2 separate regions of the Mus musculus genome follow, and region 2 is linked to region 1. A link is a contact called in public Hi-C data. All regions are on one chromosome and are shown on one strand. The core of a region is the stretch at or near the end of the contact, and the rest is flanking DNA. Distances in the headings are between cores, read along the strand shown.

Region 1 (6,427 bases), core at 404-2,903:
GAGACTGAGCTTTCTCCCTGATTCCAGCTACCACACTTGTCTGAGGAACACTCCTCCCTCAGGATTCTCAACTGGTCTCCTAACTTGTTCCTGCTTGTGCTACCACGCCCCTCCCCCAGAAGCTCAGCTCACACACAGCATGTTTATAAACATGAGTCAGATCCTCAAGACCCTCCACATCACCTGGCTTTCATCACGGACACTGAAGGTCTCACAGGACCTACAAGGCCCTATGTAAATTGCTCTTGGCCTGAACCCTGGCCTTGTCTCCCAAAGGTCTCCCTGAAATCTGTCCCACTTCAGAAAGTTTACATTTTCTATTCCTTGTGTTTAGACGTCTTCCTTCCTCCTAATTTCTGCTTGGCAGGCTCCCTAGCATCTTTTTGGAGAGGTGGGGCAGGGAGGCCTCTCACATGATCATATCCTAGGGGAATTCAGTGGGTTGCCTCGACTAAAAGAGCCCACTTCTTACCCTCTCCATTTGCCTTATAACCCTCATCACACAGACACAATGTGGAGTCTCCGTGGCTTACTTGTTGAGCTACTTGTTGAGTCTGGTTGTCTGAAGTGAACGTGCAATCTGGTTGTCTGAAGTGAAAGTGCAAGGAGACTTTGTCTGGCTCCTGCAGCAGCATTAGCCCATGCTAGATGCTCAGCTAGACGGAGGAAGGACAGAAGGGTTGACGTAGATCTGTGCTAGCAAGAAGACCACTGTAAGAACACCCTAGAGGGTTCAACGCCAAGGTTTTCCCTGCCTTCTCTTCCAACAAGCGGATGCCATGGAAGCAAGGGTGGATTTGCTTCTTCGGAAGTCTGGGGCAGACAGTGTGACTAGGTATAAGGAAGGCAGTAAACGTGTTGAATTCTGAGAAAAGAATCCAAGGTAAACTTAGAAGCCTTCGAGGCTATAGATTCTTGAGACCAAAGGGGAGTAGCCTGAAGGTCCTAGTAACTGTATTCCAAAAGATAGGTGCCTTCAGATGAAGGGTTGCCTGGCCAAGGGTGCAAGGATTTCCTGAAGCCACACTGGTGGGTATGACTGCCTTTCTAGGCTTCCCACAGTTTCTCTTCAAGCTCCAGCTGGTGCTACTGACCAGAGGAAGTGGAGAGGACTGTCAAGAAGGAGCAGCCATGCTGGTAGGACCCTGCATCCCAGACCTGAGCTAGTGAGAGTGCTACCCTAAAAGCTATCCTGAAGGCTGCCATGTGTCATGCATCATATCCCTCCCTCCCGGTGGTGGGAGTGAGGTATTTCAGTCCCTTTTTATGAATGAGGAAATCAGGTTCAGACTGGTTATTGAAATTGTCCAAGAGCGCCTAGGAAGACAGCGCTATGCCACCCTCTGCCCACCCAGTAGCTATGATATATCCGGAATAGAGTTCTTGCTCAAAGCTCCAAAGCCATCGCAGGCTTCACAGTCACCTGGGAGTCCCAGGGGCTTCTTCCTGCATCAGCACCAGCCCTGCCCCAGGCTTGAGCATACTGCCTGCAGGGGGCAATGGCGGACAGCTAGAACCCGCTCTTCTCCTCCAGAACCCCCGGGGTTCCATGCCCATTTCTGAATCTGGGGTCCAGGACCGCCCACAGGAAGCCTCCTGGGTTCAAGAGAAGCAAAATATCCAAAGCTGGCCGCGTCGGGGGTGGGGGGAACCACGTAGGCACTGGAGCCGGGAGGCTGGATCCCAGCTGAGTTGAGCGCCGCCGCCAGGCTCCGGGTGTGTACGCCAGCTCTGAGCCCTTGTTTGATGAGCAGCGGCCAATAAATTCATTAATCATCATTTTATGCCTCATCAAACCCCCTCCAGGCCCCTCCATGGGAGTTACACAAATTAGCCCCTGAAAAGACAGTAATTTCAGTTTAGCGAGGTAAATGCTCCGCGCACACAGCTTTCATGACAAGCCCATCCATCAGCTCATTGGGACCCAGCGTGGCAGCGACATCGGTGCTGCCCAGTCCAGCCCCTCGAAGAAGTCCAGCTCTCCAGTCCAGCCCAGTTTCAGGGAACTGGATCTATTGGGAGAGCGTCTCTACGCAAGGGCTCCCCGCTCCTCTCCTTTACATTCATTATCTTTACGCTGTTTCATCAACGACCGTATATATCTGAACAGAAGAGAAACTTTTTCCAGGAAATCGGAACCTCAAATTTAGAAGCAACCTTGAGGCACACGAGGATCCGCTGGCTCTAAAGGTCTAAACTGTTGTCTCAAGGAGAAACGGTGCCAGGCAGTCCTTTCCTTCCGAATAGTTGTCCCGTCTCCGAGTCACACAGAAATTATTGTGTCCTGTCGTGTAAAGTGTGTACAGTATGTGGGTAGAGGAAGAGTTAAACCAGGGATTCCAGATGATTCTGAAAGCAACCTCGGGCTCCAAAAGAAGGCCCTGTGGGGAGCAGGAAAGGGGCTTCTTCCGTGTTGAGGACCGTTCCTCCTGACTCTGAAGGCCAGAGAGGCAATCTGCTTTCCACCCACCCACATCCACAGCCCAGCATCTTTCTCTCTGAACCCCTCCACCTGAGGTGGTAGAGGTGTCTGGGGTAAGGGATTTTTTTTTTTTTCCTAATGCGCTTAGCTCGGGGGTTGGGTGAGAAAGCAAGCCAAGGGGAACAAGCCTAGGTGGAGAACCATGCGGACCCGAATTTGCAAGAGAGACAGCAGCCCCGGGCCTTCTCATCTTTCCGGGCCAGGCCGCACAGAGGATCCCAGGGGAACCCCACCAGGCTTGGAGGGCGACGAGGTGGCGCGGGCCTTTCTGTACACCAGGGCTGCGAAGAGTTGCAGGGCTGAGCGCCGCGCGGCTCCTTCATTAGCTTCCCCTCCACGAGGCGCTGCATGCCTCAGAAAAGAAGTTAGCAAACGGGGAGCCGTTTATCTCTTTTATCTTGGGGCCTGATCCAATTAAATAAGTGCACATTTACATTTGCATCCATCAGGCGGGAGCGCTGAGAGCCTGGGGTTTGCTCGGAGCAAATAAAAGCAGATTTCACTGGGAAAGTGACGTCTGGGCGCGCTGGGCTCATTCCGGCGTCAGAAAGCAGCGCTGCCGGGCGAGCGGCCTTAGGGAAGCCAGAGTTGGGGGCTGCAGCCCAAGAGAGGCGGAAGACTCCGGGTAGCCCTGTGGGGCAGGCCGGGTGGAGTTGTAGACCTGCCCCCAGGGTTGTTCTCTTGTGAGGCCACTATCCCGGTCTGCCCACTATCAATGGCCCAGGTTTGTATTTAGAGCGAAAACGAAAAGGAGAGAGGGTCTAACCTGGTCACAGAGGTAGACATTCAGGGTGGGCCTAGTAACCGTGCCAAAGCTTTGGCTAGTGAAAAGGGCAGACGGCAAGGTCCCCTTCGGGTCAACTGTGTGCCTTAGATTGCTCAGAGGCAAGAGACACTGAGCCGGTCCAAGGGCACGCCCTGCTCTCCTCCTCCTAGTTCACCCCATGGCCCTTCTGCGCCTTACTGCGCTAGCTGCTGTGAGCTCTACAAGGTTTGCCACTCCGATCCCATTAAAAGTTACTGTTGAAAGAGAGTTCGAAAGCCAACGGGAAATAAATACGCGTTCCCTTATTTTGTAATGTCCACACACGGGCCAAACCGGTGTTCCTGGACTGGTAGACTCCTCCCGAATGGCAAACCACAAATAAAACAAGACGTTGTGGGATTCCAGGCGTGCTATCGCACAAGGAAGCAGAAATGGGGTACACCTGAAATGAAACAGACCGCTTGCGCGAAGCCCACCATCTACAGACTACTTACGCACCCCCTACCTGAAGACTTCTTGAGTGCCCACACTTCTCAGCTGTCTGCTGCCTGACTTTTATAACAGTGAGCTAGCTAGGAGTCGAGTTAAAGCTGATTTAGTCAAGGCCTGCTACCCATTGTCCCAGTGCTAACTAGGTCATGAAGTCCAGGGCCTAGGCAACTTGGCTAGCGGAAACAGCCTGGGGTCACCCAGCTGAAATGCGGAGCCAAGGCAGGGTGGTGGATGAAGGCCTGGCCGGCTTTGGCTCGGCTCCTTCTCCCTGCGAACCCCGTGGCTCCGGGAACCAGTAGGCGGCGCCCTTCCTAACCTGGAGGCCCCGGGGTTCCTCTTGAAAGTTCAATTCTGTTCCTTTCACTTTGGGTACTTTGAAGTAACCTGCTTCTAGCTTTCTCCAGGTAACCTGCTACTTGTAGGGGACAGGTGAGCTGGGAGACCTGGTCTGGACCCAAGCTACACGCAGGACCACCCCAATCTTTTGTGTCTCAAGATTTGGATAGTAAGGGGCAATACTCCGAAGTGCTCCGAAGGTGCTTACAGCGTAAAAGTCCTCTCAGAGGCTCTTCACCCGAGCCAGGAAACCGCTTTTTCTAGGTCCTAGTACCGACATCTGGCCTCCTCTCAAGGCCCTGGCTTACCTCGAGATACCACCGGGCTATTTCTTCTTTGACTACTAAATCCCTTAAACTGATTTGACCGGCACAAAGGGTTCAGGGATGGAACCCAGCCTAAGGAGACTGACTGTGAGACCCCTAAGGAGAAGTTCCAGGACCCGCTGGGATTCGGTTTCTTTTAGTCCTTAAGTGCCAAACTAGGGCTCCTGAAGGTGAGGTTTTCCCCAAAACTGGCCTAGCCAGGCACAGGTGGTTGACACCAGCACAAGTCAGCTTCGAGGTAGTTTAGAGATATTTTAGGCTCTGTGGCTCGAGTCTTTCGTTCCCAGCCTTTGAACAAACCCCGACCCCAGCATTGACAAGACGCACCTTGGTATTCATGCATCCAAGATGCATCGCCTTCTGGACCGACGAGTTAAAATGGAGGTTCGGGGACATGGGACACAACTACTTCTGGGATTAAACGTAGATGTTATTTTCTATATGTCCCAAGCTCGGACCTGTCCAGCAGGCTACCTCCAAATTAGATAATCTCTAGAAACCAGAAAAACCACTGACCACCGAAACCTAGTTCTGCAAGAAAGAAAACCTCGGACTTCTGTGGGAGTGTGCGCAGTAGTTGAAGTACGCAAAGAAAACCGCAGACGCCAAGCTCAGGAGAGATGCACGCAGGGGACAGAGACTTAGGGCAACAGCTGCCCAGGGCCTGTGCTTGCGTTGCCTAGCCCCGAGCCTGCAGCCCTTGGATGCGGAGAAAGGGCGCGCGCTCTGCGGCGGGCGCGGCGCCCGTTCCCAGGCAGCCCGGCGGGCATGCGGCTGTAGCCCCAGCCCTTGTCCGCGGACCCGGGATGCCCCGCCACGTCATTTGCATATTCCCAGGAACACAAGGAGGCCTGTAATTTTCTTTTTAAAAATCGTTGGGCAGAGTTTAGGACCAGTGCTTCCAAAAAACCCCGCCGCGTTGATGTGGTCTCTAAACTTTCCCTTAAGAAAAAAACGGTCTGCCTATTCTTCAGACTTCTCAGAAAAGAAGATGACTCCTGGGGCTGCATAGACACGGGGGTAGGGGGAGCCGATTGTGAACTAGGCTGGGAGAAGGGGCGTGAAGGGGAAGGGGGCAGGGCAAGTCATCTCTGGAATGCAATTGTTTTAAAAAAATCATTTATAATTAAAGGGACAAAATAAAATACGATCGTTTCATGTATGTTTAATCGCTCACACTACCAGCTTTAGAATCATTTCCCTATGAGAATTTTCTAAGTTAGACTCAGATTTAAAAAACAAACAAACAAACAAAAACAGCTCCTTAAAGCATCTGGTTAACACAGCTTTCAAACTTGTCTCAATTCGAATAAACAAAATGAATCCTGTTGCAGGTTTAAAAAAAAAAAGCTAAGAAAAGCAGCAACAAGAGCGGTGTAAGTTTGGGGTGTGCTTTAAAACCCGAGTAGGGCAAAAGTAAGGAAGAGAAATGCAAATATGTACAATATGCTTTAGCCTAATTATGCTGCCGTTGTGTGCAAACAGTTCTGTCCCTACAGTCAGTCAAATTAATTCCTCTCGCTGGGGTATTTTTTTTTCCTGTATCGCACCTCCCCCCATTACCACACACACAAAAAAATTCCCATGAAGTAAAAGGGTTGGCGACTTCATATCTCAGGTGCAAAATGGAGCCGCAAGCAGGGTAACTAAGCCTGAACTCAGGGGTTGGTGGGTGGAGGCAATGGGTACTGACTGTCCCTTGGTCATTTAGAACCGAGATGAATCTACGTTTGCACCAAGCTGAAATAAAGCGGACTAAAACGAGAAAGAAAAAAAGAAGAAGAAGAAGAAAAAGAATAAACCCTCAAAAACACTTTTGTAGCAATCGGAGCTGGGAAAAGTGCTAAAGCGACGACAAGCCTCATCAAGTCCACAATGGCCTCTTTATCTACGCAAATGGCCTGGAGCTTTTGAAGCCACTTATCCAAAACGGGGCCTATGGGGGAGGGGCCTCCGACTCCCTTTGGGGACTCCATTCACTGCCCCTAGTGACTATGATGCTCCCTCCACCTCCCACCCCCCTTC
Region 2 (6,741 bases), core at 478-2,977, 94 kb before region 1:
TTCATGCTCAAGACAGAGCTGGCCACACAGGAAGGTGTGTGTCTGGTGACTTGCTGGGAGCCATAAAGGAGTCTATTCACCCACTTTAGGTGGGACACCAACAGACCAAAGAAAAGATTTTATGGAGGTCCAGCTTGGTGAAACAATGGGTTTGTTGGGATCATTTACAGGAGGAGCAGCGGAGACTCAAGGGCAGCTGTGCCACAGCAAAATTCCTCAGTTTACATCCAGCCACTTACATCAGCCACATACTGAAGAGCCCACCCCAACTATCTACCTCTTCTATAGCCATGGATGGGGTGGAGGGGCAGTGATCTGAGTCTCCTCTCTCCAAGAGGGGGCATTCATGGACCAGAATTCATGAAGTTCTCCAGTGTGTTACCACAGCTGTATTGATTCAATATGGTGGCAGTTATACCAAACCAAAGAACCCTACTACTGCACACAGGTCATTCTGAGTGGTCTTTTTACACACACACACACACACACACACAATGGCTTCAACGCTTAAGGGAATGAATCTGGCTCTGCACCCAGCTATGGTGTCCACTCTCCAGTCCCCAACCCACCAGGACAGATGAACAGCTATTGGGGATTCGTCTGCACCAGGCGCTGTGGAAGGGAGAAGTGGGGCTGCCCTACCTTCTGTATGACAGAGAAGCCCTTCAGAAAAGTGACAAGATTTGCTCAGGTTCTGTTCTAGGGGTCCTGCCTTGAACACAGCTTGGGCCACACTTCAAAACACAAAAGCCTTGTTAACTTGTCATCTTGTCACCCAGGGGAATCCCTCAGGAAACCTCCCAAATGGGCACCTTCCTCTATCACCAGCAATTTTGGAACCACTGCCCCATCTCCCGACCCCCGACCCCTGACTCCCACCCCCTCCGTCATCGTGTGAATTTCAGGTCTGATAGGATCCTGGGAATGTGGCCACTTCCTCCCAATGACAAAACAGATGCCTTGAGTCCTGAGACCTGGATGCCCATACAGAGGACCTGAGATGATTCAGTCACCCTAGTCCCACACCGGGAGTTTGAGTACTTAGTAGTATTCCAAACAGTTACTGGGTGGCTTTCAACTAACCAGCGGAAGGTACACCCCAGGCCCCTCTTGCTAGCTCTTCCTCCTGTTCTTGTTCGCAAGCTGTTGCCCCTGAATGGTTTAAAGACTAAACACTGGCATACAGTAGGCATCCCCCAAAATGCCTTCTTTTCCTTGCTGGTAGTCCAGAGGGACCCCTCTTCGCTGTCACTGGGAGAGTCCCGGGAAGAGCCAGCCGGTTCCTTACTCGGATCAGCCTAGCGCGTTTGAAAACTTCCAAGGCAGGAAAACTTTGTGGTCGCGGGACGGCTGCGCCTCGCCACCGGCTTGAAAGGCCCCGCGCGGTCCCCCGCGACCGCGGCGCGCTGCATAGCGTCGCCCGCAGGAGCGGCGGGAGCCGGGTGCCGTGCTAATGGGGCCAGCGGCGGAGCCGGGGACGCCATGAAAGGCGCGCGCGCAAACGCGGGCTCTTGTTGCGGGAAGAAGGGCCAAGCCTGGCTTTCCGCAGCCGCTTTGAGAGCAGCAGCGCTGGGATTTCATGGCACGGCTTCGGCGGGAAAATCAATCAGCGGGGCTGCCGTTTGGAGAGGCAGCAAGAAAGGCCACTAACGAGGCCAGATTGTAACAGTTCTGCGAGCAGCCACAGTGCTCACCTTACACGGCGGCCGCGCGCTGGTAAATAATAAATCACAGCGGCCGGCGGGCGGCGGCGGCGCGGGCAGCCCGCGCGTTTGACTGCAAAGCAGCGGCGCATCAATTATTCACCGCGCCAGATAAAACGCGGCTGCGGCCGGGCGAGCAGGTGCCCGCGCCCAAAGCGGCCTTTTGATGGCCGCGGGCCGGGCCGGGCGGCAGTGGGGCTGGGGGCGCGCAGAGCGCTGCGGGATCGGAGCGGTGCGCTCCCGCGGCGCGCTTTGCACAATCCCGGGCTGGGAGCAATTACAGCCGGACCGCCGGGCTGGGGAGAGGGAACGCGTGTGCGCGTGCCCGGGAGCGCCTCCCACGCCCAAGGTGGTGAAGTGTAAGAGCAAGCTTGTTGAATAGCTGACCTAGGCATTTGTGCGTGCACGCCTGTGGGGAGTGCCTGTTGGTTGCACAAGCACAATGGTTATGTTTTGGGTGTCAGACGGTGGCCTCGTGCCTATGAACTCTGTTATCAGTAAGTTTGCAGGTGTACACACTAGCTGTATCCATCCATTTGTCTGTGGGAGATGTGTGTGCCAGGGTACAGATGAATATGCCTGGTAACCTCCACCCTTTCCTGTGCATTACTATATGGGGCATTTGTTCATGCATGGAGTTGGATTTATGTGGACACACATTTGTGTCCCTGTGAGCTCGTATGTGGTATGCATGTGGATGGTGAGCATGTAGTTTTATCTTCCCATATGCATGTAGACACACTCAGAGTAATACATACATACAGAGTTTGCAGCTAGGTGAGGTGTTTATGCATACATACAGTGTGTGTGTGTGTGTGTGTGTGTGTGTGTGTGTGTGTGTGTGTGTGTGTGCACGATGTGTGCAATGGACTCATAAAGGCCATAATTGTCCAAGTGTGGATATGCATGTGAATACATGTGGTTATGCATATGTGTGTGCACAGTCAAATATGTGTAGGCATGCATCCATGACTTTGAAGTTTGAACACCACGGGTATGTATATGTATGCTTGGATAATTATGCATGCATGTGCAAAGAAATAAGCAAAGGAGGGATTGAAATTATTAAACCTCAAACTCAGAGGTAGAGCCTCTAGGCCCAGGGCTCAGAGTCCTCCAGAGGGCTGGTGCTTGCCCAATGGAGGTGCTTCACCAGGCAAGGAATGTAGCACTCGGAGGGTACTGCATCTGAAGTAGGTAGTTCTGAAGGAGTACGGGGTGGGGGTGGGGGGTGTTATTCTACAAGAATTTGGAAAACTGCAAACCCGGTTCAGTCTCTGGTGCCCAAGGGGAAGAGCAGTGAGATTCATCTTCTCTGAGTCTGTCTTCAGGAGTAGATGCGCAGCTAAGGGACCCACACTTCACCTTCAGCAGAGCACCCTGACAGCAGCCAGCAATGGAGGGTACCTGCCATGTGATTTTTTTTTAGCTTCCACAGAGGATCAAAACAACTGAGTGTCTACCCAGCTCAGAGCTATTTGCAGATATAAAAACAGGCGCCCTTCTCTTCCCCTAGAAACAAAATGTGTTCCTGACTAACAGTGTGTGTGTCACCAGAGATGATGAGCGTGCTCACTGCAGGGATGGTGGGTTTTCCCCCAGAGGAGTCCCTGCTGTAGGTAGCAGACAGGGAGGACATCTCTGAGGCTGGAAGATGGCCTCTGCTCCTTAGAGACAGACCCACAGTTCTGGAAGCAGCCAGGACTCCTGGTTCCATGTGTTTTGTGAAAAAGTACAGACTAGGAGTTCTCAGGTTTGTCACTAGTCAGAGGAACTGCCCACCTCCAGTAAGAGCCCAGAGGAGTGTGTACAAGGCACATTCCTTGCTGCTGTGATGGAAAGAGCTGCCAGAGGCAGTTTAATGGAGAACGGGTTTATTTTCGTTCACAGGTTGATGCTATTGGGTTGGGAAAGGCATGGGAGCTGATGGGGCTTGAGCCAAGAGGAAGCAAGATGAAATGTAGACAGCTGTTTAGCTCTCATTCTCTTCGGGAAGTCCAGGACTTCATCCATGCAGCAATACCGCTCACAGTAAGACCTGTTCCTCCCATCTCAACTAAGCCAAAGTAGAAACTCCCTCACACACATGCCCAGAGGTTTGTCTTCTGGATTTATTCTAGATCCTGAGTTGACAGTCTCTAGTAAATCAATACACAAGAGCAGCCTGTGGGGACCGTGAGTGTTAGGTTACAGGGACAGAGATGCTCCTTTCTCTGCCTCCTGGTAGCTCTTATGGGCAGTTTCCGCTGTGATCCCAAGGGGTCTGATTCGGAATGGATTTGGGAAGTGACAATCACACAGCACACTTGGCCTAGGCCTTGCAGAAGGAAGATATAACAATGACACTCTCTACACAGAGTCTGACAAGGGCATCTTTCATGTCTCAGAGCCAGGCCACAGAAATAGACCAGACCCACTGTACCTGTAAGCATCAGCCCTTGTCAGTTCCCGTCTCAGACTTGTCTGTGCCGAGCTGCATTCTCAGGAAGCCCTTCAAGACGTAGACGTAGGATCAGGTCTGTCTGCAATGTTGTGTGACTTTTTGTGAGGAGACAGGAATGAACTTACCCAGAAAGGGCACCAGATCGGGCATAGGTCAGAGTTTAACTTGGCAAGCTGGTGGGTTTACTGTGGTTAGTTACAGAACCATGGGAAGCTCTGAAAAGCCCTCCCTCACCCACCTGGTGTTGACTCAGAAAATCAGCAGCCTGGAGCTCGAACCACAACTTACAGGCAGCTTGACACGCCAGCATGTCTCTTCTCCCATTACCACCCTTACAGTTTATATAACCTGGGCACAGAAGACCTTTGTGAAATCTTGAAAGTTTCAGGAACTTCCTAAAACGTGTGCACTGTTTACTTCCTGAGTGTCTTTAAGCCTCCTTCCAGGAGTGAATGTCCCAGTTTGGATGGAATCGAATACAACTTGTAGACACCAAGATGGCTGCTTTCTGAGAGATTCTTTAGGGCTGCCCTGCTTACCACCAAGGGAGAAGCACCTGGGGGTGGATTACCAAGCATCGACAAGGCTGCCCCCAAAAGTTGTACTACTTGTGCACTGCCAAAAAGCCTCACTTCCTTGGGGGTGGTGGTGGGGAGTAGGAACCAAAATCTATCTTAAGTCCAGTGGGGTGTGGCGGGAGCTCGTGGCACTCCAGAGGCTGAAGCAGAGGGATCACAAGCCAGGCAGAAAGCTGGTCTACACAGTGAGACCCTGGAGACAAAGGGGAAAGGGAGGAGAGGATGGGGTCTGTGTGTGCTAGAAAGACTGTGAGTACCAGTCCCTGCCCTCAGTAGCCATCCAGGCCCACAAAACGAAGGAAGTCGATTCCAGGGTAGCCAAGCCTCTGAGATATGACTAAGAGTGACTCAGAACTGTTATCTGGTCCTGAGCCCAACTGTGCCTTAGGTCCTTGACCAACCTATAGCTCCAGGATCCAGAAAGGGAATGAGATGATGCTCAGGCCTCCAGAATTCGGAAATGGCAACCAGGGGCTCAGCCTACTCCCTCAGTCTTCCGATGACCTTGGACGCCATGAAGGAGAAAGACTCTCAGCTGACTCCCTGGTACTTAGTCAGGCCTAGGGCTCAAGCCCAGCCTCTTAAATGTCCATTTGGCTAAGCAGTCCAGCTACTTAGTCCTCAACTTCTGCCTCGGTAAATTGGGGATAACTAAAACTCTTCCATGAGCCCCTTGAAGACTAAAGAGAGGTGACAGCTGCAGAGGCCATCGTTATACAGGAACTGTTCCGGGCTCACTGGAGTCTCTGACTGATGTGGGAGCATCAGTAGCCTCAAACTAAGGCACACAAGCTTACAGGGGTTGAGCAACTTAGTCAAATGACATGGAGGGGTAGGTCCAACGCAGGCAGCTCCCAACAAGAACCTGTCTCACATCACAGGGATATACACCTGTGATCCTGGCACTCAGGGGACTAGTGAGTGAGAGGCCAGCCTGGGCAACATGGGAGATCCTGTGCTAGAAACGCAAAGAAACTCCACAGCCAAGAATAACATCCAAGAAGAGCAAGGCAACGGAGTGTGGCTGTACTCAAGAACGGTTCAGGGTTAGGGCCAGCCATGTCAACACCGGCTGCTGTGACTGAGAATCCATCCTCAGCTCAGTATCCATTTCTCCTGATCCAGCCTTTGGTCAACAGATGTCCCAGTCCTGATGCCCTGGTCACTGCCCTGCAAGAGGCAGCTGTACATTGCGGGTGACATGTGTTTAATTAACACAAACTTGGGCCAGCTGCTATGCGCCTCCCTCCATGTTTTCTGCTCATGGACAGCCCCACTGAGAGCCTTTAGAGAGAGCTGGAGAGATCTGAGGCAAAGAAACATCCTCTCCTTCCACGTGCAGATAAAGCAACGAGGAGCTCAGTGGCTTCCTTTCTAAAGGAGCCCTTCCATGAGTGGCGAACACAAAAGTAGCCTGTGGCTGGCCAGCTAGCCACTTGAGAATCTGGGGCTGGTGTGATTCTGGGGCCTTGGGCTCCAAGTGCTAATCAAAAGTAAAGTATCAGGGCTTGGGAAACTGACACCTCATATCTCTGGCCAGCTACACAACAGACCATTGACCTCTGTAAGGTTCTTGACCCAGTCAAAAGGATAAACTCTGTGGTCTAGACCCTCCAGGCTGTGTGCCAAGCTGTGCTATCTCATGGCTTTAAAAGTCCTATTATTCATTGATGATGGGTTTCATCGCAGCATGCTATGTGGCTTTTAACAAGTGACTCGAGTTCTCTGTGCCTCACTGTTGATGAGAATATATACCAGTTTGTTAACAAGATGTAGACATAGCGTTCTGTGTTTTGTGCCTGGGTCAGCTGCTAATATGGAGTGAATGCTAATATCTACCAGCTGCCCTTTGATGTTATGTGGTCACTCTCAACATGAGGTGGTAGGCTTTTCTACTGAAGTGACTCTTTCATAGCACTGGCTCTAGGCAGGCACTGCAGACCCCAGGAGAAAAGAGCAGACCCAGACTGTGGGATTTGAGATTTAAGGTCATTGTTTCAGGGGGTGATTAAGTATG

Evidence for each region. A called contact is a pair of places that touch in the nucleus more often than the background predicts.
Region 2: a contact with region 1 is called in a Hi-C map of epiblasts, with 3 times the contacts expected there. The contact joins two enhancer-like sites. A contact is called at or near these places in 1 of 39 promoter capture datasets (embryonic stem cells), 1 of 15 datasets of contacts at CTCF or cohesin (stem cell-derived epiblast-like cells), 35 of 484 Hi-C or Micro-C datasets (cerebellum, differentiating embryonic stem cells, embryonic fibroblasts and 7 more), 3 of 115 datasets of contacts at active chromatin or transcription factors (all in embryonic stem cells) and 1 of 9 other capture datasets (embryonic stem cells).

The regions. Positions count from the first base shown.
Region 1 is chr8:92,362,192-92,368,618 of GRCm38.p6, reverse strand. No RefSeq gene overlaps it. Among named protein-coding and RNA genes, the nearest start is that of Irx5, 7.6 kb to the right of the region's middle. Within about 2 kb of position 1,653, at least 19 of the 459 cell types and tissues checked have an H3K27ac peak or open chromatin away from gene starts, as enhancers often do. A contact at or near this core is called in epiblasts, where this site is marked.
Region 2 is chr8:92,455,602-92,462,342 of GRCm38.p6, reverse strand. No RefSeq gene overlaps it. Among named protein-coding and RNA genes, the nearest start is that of Irx5, 100 kb to the right of the region's middle. Within about 2 kb of position 1,727, at least 49 of the 459 cell types and tissues checked have an H3K27ac peak or open chromatin away from gene starts, as enhancers often do. A contact at or near this core is called in epiblasts, where this site is marked.